Linked DNA regions of Bombyx mori: region 2 is linked to region 1. Evidence: chromatin contacts called from public Hi-C data. All regions are on one chromosome and are shown on one strand. Each heading gives the region's core, a stretch centred on a gene start, on an enhancer-like site or on the middle of the called end of the contact. The rest is flanking DNA. Distances are from core to core; before and after follow the strand shown. Region 1 holds the start of LOC101745336 (zinc finger CCCH domain-containing protein 11A). Region 2 overlaps LOC101736508 (E3 ubiquitin-protein ligase goliath).

What was found. A called contact is a pair of places that touch in the nucleus more often than the background predicts.
Region 2: a Hi-C map of posterior silk gland shows a contact between it and region 1, with 2.6 times the contacts expected there. The contact joins the enhancer-like site here to the promoter of LOC101745336 in region 1. A contact is called at or near these places in 2 of 7 Hi-C or Micro-C datasets (midgut and posterior silk gland).

The regions. Positions count from the first base shown.
Region 1 is chr14:4,624,945-4,628,805 of ASM3026992v2, forward strand. LOC101745336 (zinc finger CCCH domain-containing protein 11A) reads right to left here and starts at 1,578. Exons shown (of 7, transcript XM_004927248.5): 1 at 1,417-1,578; 2 at 1,103-1,184; 3 at 669-788; 4 at 350-487. The coding sequence starts at 1,162. LOC134200082 (a long non-coding RNA gene) reads left to right here and starts at 3,042. Exons shown (of 2, transcript XR_009974838.1): 1 at 3,042-3,190.
Region 2 is chr14:4,771,296-4,774,872 of ASM3026992v2, forward strand. It overlaps LOC101736508 (E3 ubiquitin-protein ligase goliath), which reads left to right. Exons shown (of 12, transcript XM_062672019.1): 12 at 1-950. LOC101736749 (histone acetyltransferase KAT2A) reads right to left here. Exons shown (of 20, transcript XM_004922572.5): 20 at 2,033-3,577. Among protein-coding and RNA genes, the nearest start is that of LOC101736749, 21 kb to the right of the region's middle. Within about 2 kb of position 1,671, at least 1 of the 8 cell types and tissues checked has open chromatin away from gene starts, as enhancers often do.

The sequences.
Region 1 (3,861 bases), core at 328-2,827:
TATTTCCTGTTTTTAAAGTTAAGTGTTGTCAAGAGAAATGAGAAACAAAATTCTTCATTTGAAGTTTAAATCTAATAAATAAAAATCAATTTAAATTACAATGATTTTTATCACAATTTATAATTATATTTAAAAGTGTAATTATATTTAAAAGAGAACTGCATCACTCCATTTTTTTTAATTGTTTCAATACTTTCTATGATTTAAGGTAAAATTGACACCTACTTTTTGCTTTAAAATTGAAATCATTGTTTCAATTACTTTTAAAACTTGCTAAACATATTGCAATACAAAAACTATTAAACAGACAAAATGTCTGCGCTTGTTTAAGTTCAATAAAGTTGCTTACATGAACAGGTGGGGCAGGCTGACTTGGAGCAATTCCATCAGTACGTGCCTCGGGGTTCTTATGCATGAATGGGCAGTGAATCTTGCGGCAGCCACCAGGTTGGTTCTCCCAGTAGCATGGAATTTGTTTACGATTTTTCTGTAAATCAATAAGCTTAATATTAATTTATACTAAAGTAGAATTTTCTTTTGTATGCATCCAATCTACATAGCTTTAATCATAATTTTAAATCATAACTATTCATTTTAATCTCCTTTTCCTTTACTCCTGTTTTATTTTTAGATTATTTAAATTAAAAAGAAGCATTATAGACACATACCCTAAGCTCCATGTGACGTAGTTTACAGCGTTTATCAGTACATTTCCCCTGTTGCCAGGCTGTGCACATTGTTTCACAGCCTAAGGCTGACGGCTCATGGCGAAACACACAATTATCTCCCTGGAAACAAAAAAATTAGAGACTCAAATTTTTGTACATGTCAAATCAATTGGTAATGTGGTTTTAGTCATTAGTAAATAGGTTTACTTCCAGATAAATAAATTAATCTCTTTTAAAATAAGAGCTACTGTACATTCACTTTACAAATGGAATAATATTATTTACCAGAATTGAAGTGCATTAAATATTTTCCGATAGTTAAGTGTTGGACTAAATTTTAAATAACATGTGTTCAAATAGGTAGACAAAAATTAACACGAAATAACACTAGTACTACAAGAAATAGTAGTGAGTAATTAAACAATAACGCTTACCTTTGTACATGTGGAATAGTAATAAAAGTAACAATCGTTGAATTTACGTGGAGACTCCATGGTATTTTTCGCTATCCGGACTCTGTCAATGACAACACTTTATGAGTACCGAAACAACATAATGATTTCACGATTATTTTTAACACAAAAACGGTCTTTTATATTTTAAGGTTATTTACGTAAACATATGAAACACTATAAATTTATCCGAAAATCGAAATTTTTCGTTCTGACAGCACGTCTAAACGATCAGCGCGGTTAAATTGCAAATTACCAAACTTATCTCGGAACCCTAAAATGATTTGAATACTCACCGAGCAAATTTTAAAACACTAATTAACCTTTAGTTCGTGAAAGTAGTTTATAGAAAATAACAATTTTTGAAACACAAAATTATATTCAAACGTCACAACGAGATGGAAGATGTGGTAGTTGGTAGTTATGGCGGATGTAGAGCTTACGATCTTGATTCGATTTAGACAAAAATCGATTTGAATCTGTAAATCGATTCTTAATTGACTTTTAGAAAATAAGTGGATAAATCGATTGAAAGTACAATTTTAACCATCATAATATTGATTATTGACGAAAGAAATTAATTTTCAAAGCTTCGATCTTTGGCAAGAAACCAGATACGGCTAACTATTAAAATTTAATTACGGCACTCAAAAATTATGTCAGACATGCTTTAAGCTGCCCTAATCGCCACGCTTGGCATGTGGCGGATTGACTATTGCAGTGTGGTGCTATGATACTCGGAGAACGCTGTTGCCCATTCTCATGAAACGGCTGATTGTACTAGCCTTCAGCCATATGCAGTTTGGACGGAAGAAGAACAATGGCGAGGTTTTATTTTTGTATTTGTTAAGTCAATTTCACGAAGCTCGCTGAAGGATTTTTTTGTAAACTATTCTAGTGACTTAGGGGAAGGGGCCTAGGGGACTACATTAACCTGGCGAGTGAAGGAATATAAATACAACACGCACTTATATAACGGTAGGCAGCGGCTTGTCTCTGCCCCTGGCATTGCTGAAGTCCGCGATGGTAACTATTCACCATAAGGTGGACCGTATGCTCGTCTGTCTATGCAGGCAATAAAAATAAATAAAAACTAATTTACTGTAATACTGGCTGGTAAAACGTCAGGAGAGACAAGATAGACGTCATACGATGTGAAACTGCGTTTCGTCGTGTGTAAGTACTTGTACACCTGTACAACACTCACGGAGGAGGACAAGGGGAGGTATTTGTCGACATACGACATAGGGAAGATCTTCCACCGAGCGGGTGATATCGATCGGCAGACCACCGGTCCGAATGTTCTTATTCAAAGCTTGTATGTATGCAAGCTTATTTTGAAAATGTCGTAAGCGAGGTTCAGGCATCTGTCAAATATCTTCTGTTCTGTGATGGCTGCCACCATATCACTCCCCTCCAAGACCGGAAGTCGTCCCATTATGTTAGCGTTGTCCGTGCTGAGATTAGCTTGCAAGTGCTAGTGCTGCTTGGAATCTGCGGTGAGTCGAGACTGATTTTTGGCAGAGAACAGGACACACTGCTCTTAGAACAGATGACCACTGAGACCAAAAAGTTCTCGAGTGGCGATCGCGTACCGGAAGACATAGCGTAGATAGGCTTCCCACAAAGTGGATCGAAGACCTATTGGGGTTCGTAGGAAACCATTGGATGTAGGCAGCGCAGAACCGTGTGTTGTGGCAAGGCTTGGGTGGGGCTATATCCAGCAGTAGACATCTGTGTAGCAGATAGACACAACCTGTAATCCCAAATCGATTTTTAAAAAAAACTGTCACTTTTCCAAAATCGATATGATTCCAATCAGTTAATGTTTTCGATTTTTCGTCATAAATTGAAAACTAACAAGAGGTGACACTCTACAATATTTAATTATACTCATATCTCTATTTAGTCCATAGATAATATAAGAATTTAGTCTGTGATTGTACTCTATTATGGAAATTGGAGGGCTGCCTACTTTTAGCCTCCGTTATGGTATACCTACACAATTTGACGGAAATTGCGCATAAAGATGTCTTGTAATATTATTATGAGGTCTTCTCATGCATATAGGTAAGTAGATTGATGAGTCCGACGGACGGGTTTTAAATATTAGTATAACATTTTTTATGTATCCACACCGTACTTTGTGCGTAGTGCGAGTTTTGTAACTTCTCGGTCGCTCGGTAAAAGTTAAAAAACTCAGTCTAAGCACACAGATGAATTTTTGTTCTATCCCTTTATTCTTGTATCAGGCACTGCTTAGACAGCAAAGGACAAGTCGCTTACCCACTGAATTTCCTTTCGCAATTACGTAGTAGGTAGTAGACTCTTCAAACCACTGCTCTTGTTAGGGCTAGTGTTAGCACGTTCGCTCAGGTGAGCCCGTGAGCTCCTTTAGTCGTCCAGGCGTTGCTGGAATAGCCTCTATCTTCTCTTAGGCTGCCAGCGAATAGGTAGGTAAAAATACTTACTATTGGAAGTACTTGGCGAAAAAACTATCATAGACTTAATAGTTAAATTTGGCTACACTTGGTAAATCCAGCCTAGAATCGGTATTTTAAACTAAACTAACATTCTAAATGACCGAATATTACGGCACATAATTGGCGGTGGCGATAAATTCATGTCTATCGAGGTCCTTTGTGTTTTATACCCCATACCACCTACAATAAACCCTTCCAATTAGAATGTATTATATCTAATAAAGTCAGAGAATGAAATTAGATGGTCGTTTTTGTTAC
Region 2 (3,577 bases), core at 421-2,920, 150 kb after region 1:
TTTTCAATACAGAACACTGTAGCGATATTCATTATCGTTGATATAAAGTTATGATATGGTAAAGATATCACAGCTGATGTTATTTCAAATACTGTAATTTGGTCTAATGTATCCGTCCATAACATATTATGATAAAACTTAATCTTGTAGCTTATGAAATTTTATAAAAATACTAAAATAATACATAATATAGCTATTGTTAATATTCCGTGTTAACCGTGTTTTACACAAATGTAATTTTGTAATAAAATATTTTTTTAATGTCATAATGTATTTTTGGGAAACATTCAAATCTTATATGAACGGCTGTTGAATAAAATGTCAAAACAATGTCAAATATTTATCAAGGGTTTAAATATAATTTATTGTTAAGTCGTAAATAAAATTAACTGCCCGCCATAAAAATTCGTGAGTACGAACTATAAAACAATTACATTTTATAATTCATTACACTTACATTCATTACATTTGTGACAAAAAAATATTAAAATATTTAACTTTATTGATGTTTGCAAGTAATTAAATGTGGTCAAAATTACAAAAGCCACGTGTTAACCAAATTTTATACAGAGGACCATATGGTATTTTCAACACTTATTTCGTGACTCTCGAGTTGAATAGGCAATAAAATCTAGTCTGAAAATTTATCGCTTTTAATTACAGTAAATAATAATTAAAACACAACATTTTTTCAACACACAATAAAAGTGTACTTCAAAATTCAACTGTATTGTTTTAAAGGCGATTTTATTCAAACTTTATTTTAATTTTAAGTTTTATTATTTAAGTAAGCATTTAAGTTATGTACACAGATAACATTAAGGTACTTGATAAAATAACGAGGAGACTGGCATGTACTTTTAAAATGATCGAGTTTGTGAACACATTCCCTTTGATTCGAATGTCAACGTGTTAAATAGGTGTTGTAATAAACCAATACAGTATTGAAATTTGTATTTCATTGAATCTTGTTGTTTATGGAAACTGTAATCTCAGTTATCTTAAAAAAAAAGGTTTAAAAAGCTTCAACATTTTGAATTGATTGAACTAGTTATTTTTCATTAAAGATTTTAATTTTGCCTTCGAATTATTTATGGTATATTGATATTGGTATACTGACATTTGACAACACAGTCATGTCATTGGCAACACGCTTCCATTCCCTGGATAATATAAAAATACTATCTTCGCAAGTATGATAAATTATGTAAATTTGGAAATAAATATAACTTTGCAAGGTTCGTGTGGTTTATACTACCTTTTTGTTGAGATTAGATTATCAATCATCAGATAGACTTATCACTTAAATAAATTAAAGCTACTTTTATGTTTTAATCTATAAATAATATATTTATGAGCAAACTCTTGCACTTTATGATATCTTTGACTCTATCACACAGATAGATCTTATGTTTTGGCATGGACACTCCTCCGATATTACGCAATTCTATGCAGAATCGATCTTGTCGCTTCGCTTAAATAGTTATTACAAGTCAATCAATCGATTTGTTAGATACATGATTTTAGTCTTCCATTTAAATTTTCGATTGTTTCACGGGACTTTCAATGGACAATGACCATTTCCTAATTCCAATGATATAGTAGTAGGTAGTACTATTAGCAAAGACGCCCGGTATACCCGTATCGAGTAGTGTAACTGTCCTCCTCCTTGAGTCGCATTCTTCATGTCTGAGGGTCGCCAATGCTGATAGCCTTGAGAGGCTATTTCAGCTTCGCCCTAACATGTAGGTGAGCTCGCGGGGCTCAAACCGAAGTGTTGCTAACCCTGGCCCTAGCAAGAGCAGTGCTTCGCAGAATCTACCACCGGATCGGAAACGCGACCCACTGAAAAGATCCGGGGAGAAACTCAGTGGGCATCTCCTCCCATTAACTATAGTAGAATTTAAATTTGATAGCAGTTACCAATTTTTCCTAGTAAATAACCAACTTTATGAACAACATCCATTGCTGCTCTATTACTGGCGATACTAGGGGGCATTTAGGTTGAATGTTGAGAAAGTAAACAACGTAATTAGGTACAAAAATTTAATATCTCGTAAAGATACATTACACTTCAAAATTTTATTATCCATTCATTACCAGGTAAAGTATCAAAATTTTTAGATGACGAAAAAACTAGCGTTTACTTGTGGGCGATTTCACACAACGCTTTTTCTTTTCTAAATGTACTTAAATTTTTGTTACGAATGTTATAAAATTAGTAAAACATAATAAAAATAATAATAGAGTTACATACTTCTACTACTACACACTCTGCTGTGGAAAAATTTAGTTTGAGTAAGCAATTATTGATTTTTAAACGTTGAACTAACAATCTCTTGCGTCAAAGAAAATCATACAATACATTCAAAACGTTATGAATTAAACTTAGAGATTAATTACTACACATAAAAAAAAAACATATTTAATTTCATAATTTTACCAAAGAATTATCACATACAAAACAAAGGACACGGCCTCTCGTACCGCATTCAGCAGTCTTTAATGCTTTTAACGTTCGAACAATTAAACATCATCACATTCTTCTTCGATCTCTCCTTAAAACTTAAAGAACTAAATAAAATAAAAAATCAATTACAAACTAAATGTTAATATTGTTTTGTTAGATCCTCTCGATCGCTAGTGACGCGTGTCGGCGTCTTTGAACTCCACCGGCGAATAGAGAATACAAAAAAAAACAATACCGTCACACACGAAATACAGAAGTCACACGTAGAAAGTAGCATATTAAAAACCGACCTCCATTTAAATACGAATAACAATTGTGATTATATTACGAATAATACCTACTAAACTGTATTATTTCTATGAGTCTTAAATTGGCGCTTAATTATTATCGATTTTTATATATCGATACATTTTTGTGTGCAATTTCGATATGAAGCGCGTCTTGTCGACAGCAATATCGAACGGTGAGGGAAGCGGCATGACACTCTCTCATGCCGTCTCGCTCCCTCCACGCGCCCGCGACTGGCGTGTGTGCGTGCGCGTACTCAACACTGTTGCTTAATTGTGTGAGTGGTTTACCTCATATGCCTTTTTCGTTTTTTGTAGTGAAACTTCTAATGCGACTTTCAACAAGGTTGCGTTAAACGTTTAACGCTACCATACTAGAAAGAGACAGAGCGAGAGTGAAAGCGTGGAACTCGAACGCAGGCGCGTAGTATACCTGTTACAGGCCAGCGCGAGCGTTAGCGACGAGTAGCGTCTAATATCATAATGAAGTATTTAAAAAAGTATATATATATATTTTATCTATCATTTAAAATATATATAATATAAATGTTGAAGACGTCGCATGTTTTATACACAGCATTCCCTATTACAAGAGCAATGATTTAAGAATGAGAAATGAAGAAAACCACAATACTACACATCGAAAAAGAAGTTTCACTTCATTCACGTGCACCAAGTTGCACGCGCACCGTTTTTTATTTCTTTTTAATTTGTTTTCACTCCACAATTTTATAATAGTTTTAATTAGTTATACACATGCCTTACATCTGCCCCGAGTCTGATGGTCGCCTATTTTTTTTTGGAGTTTACTCCTTTAGAA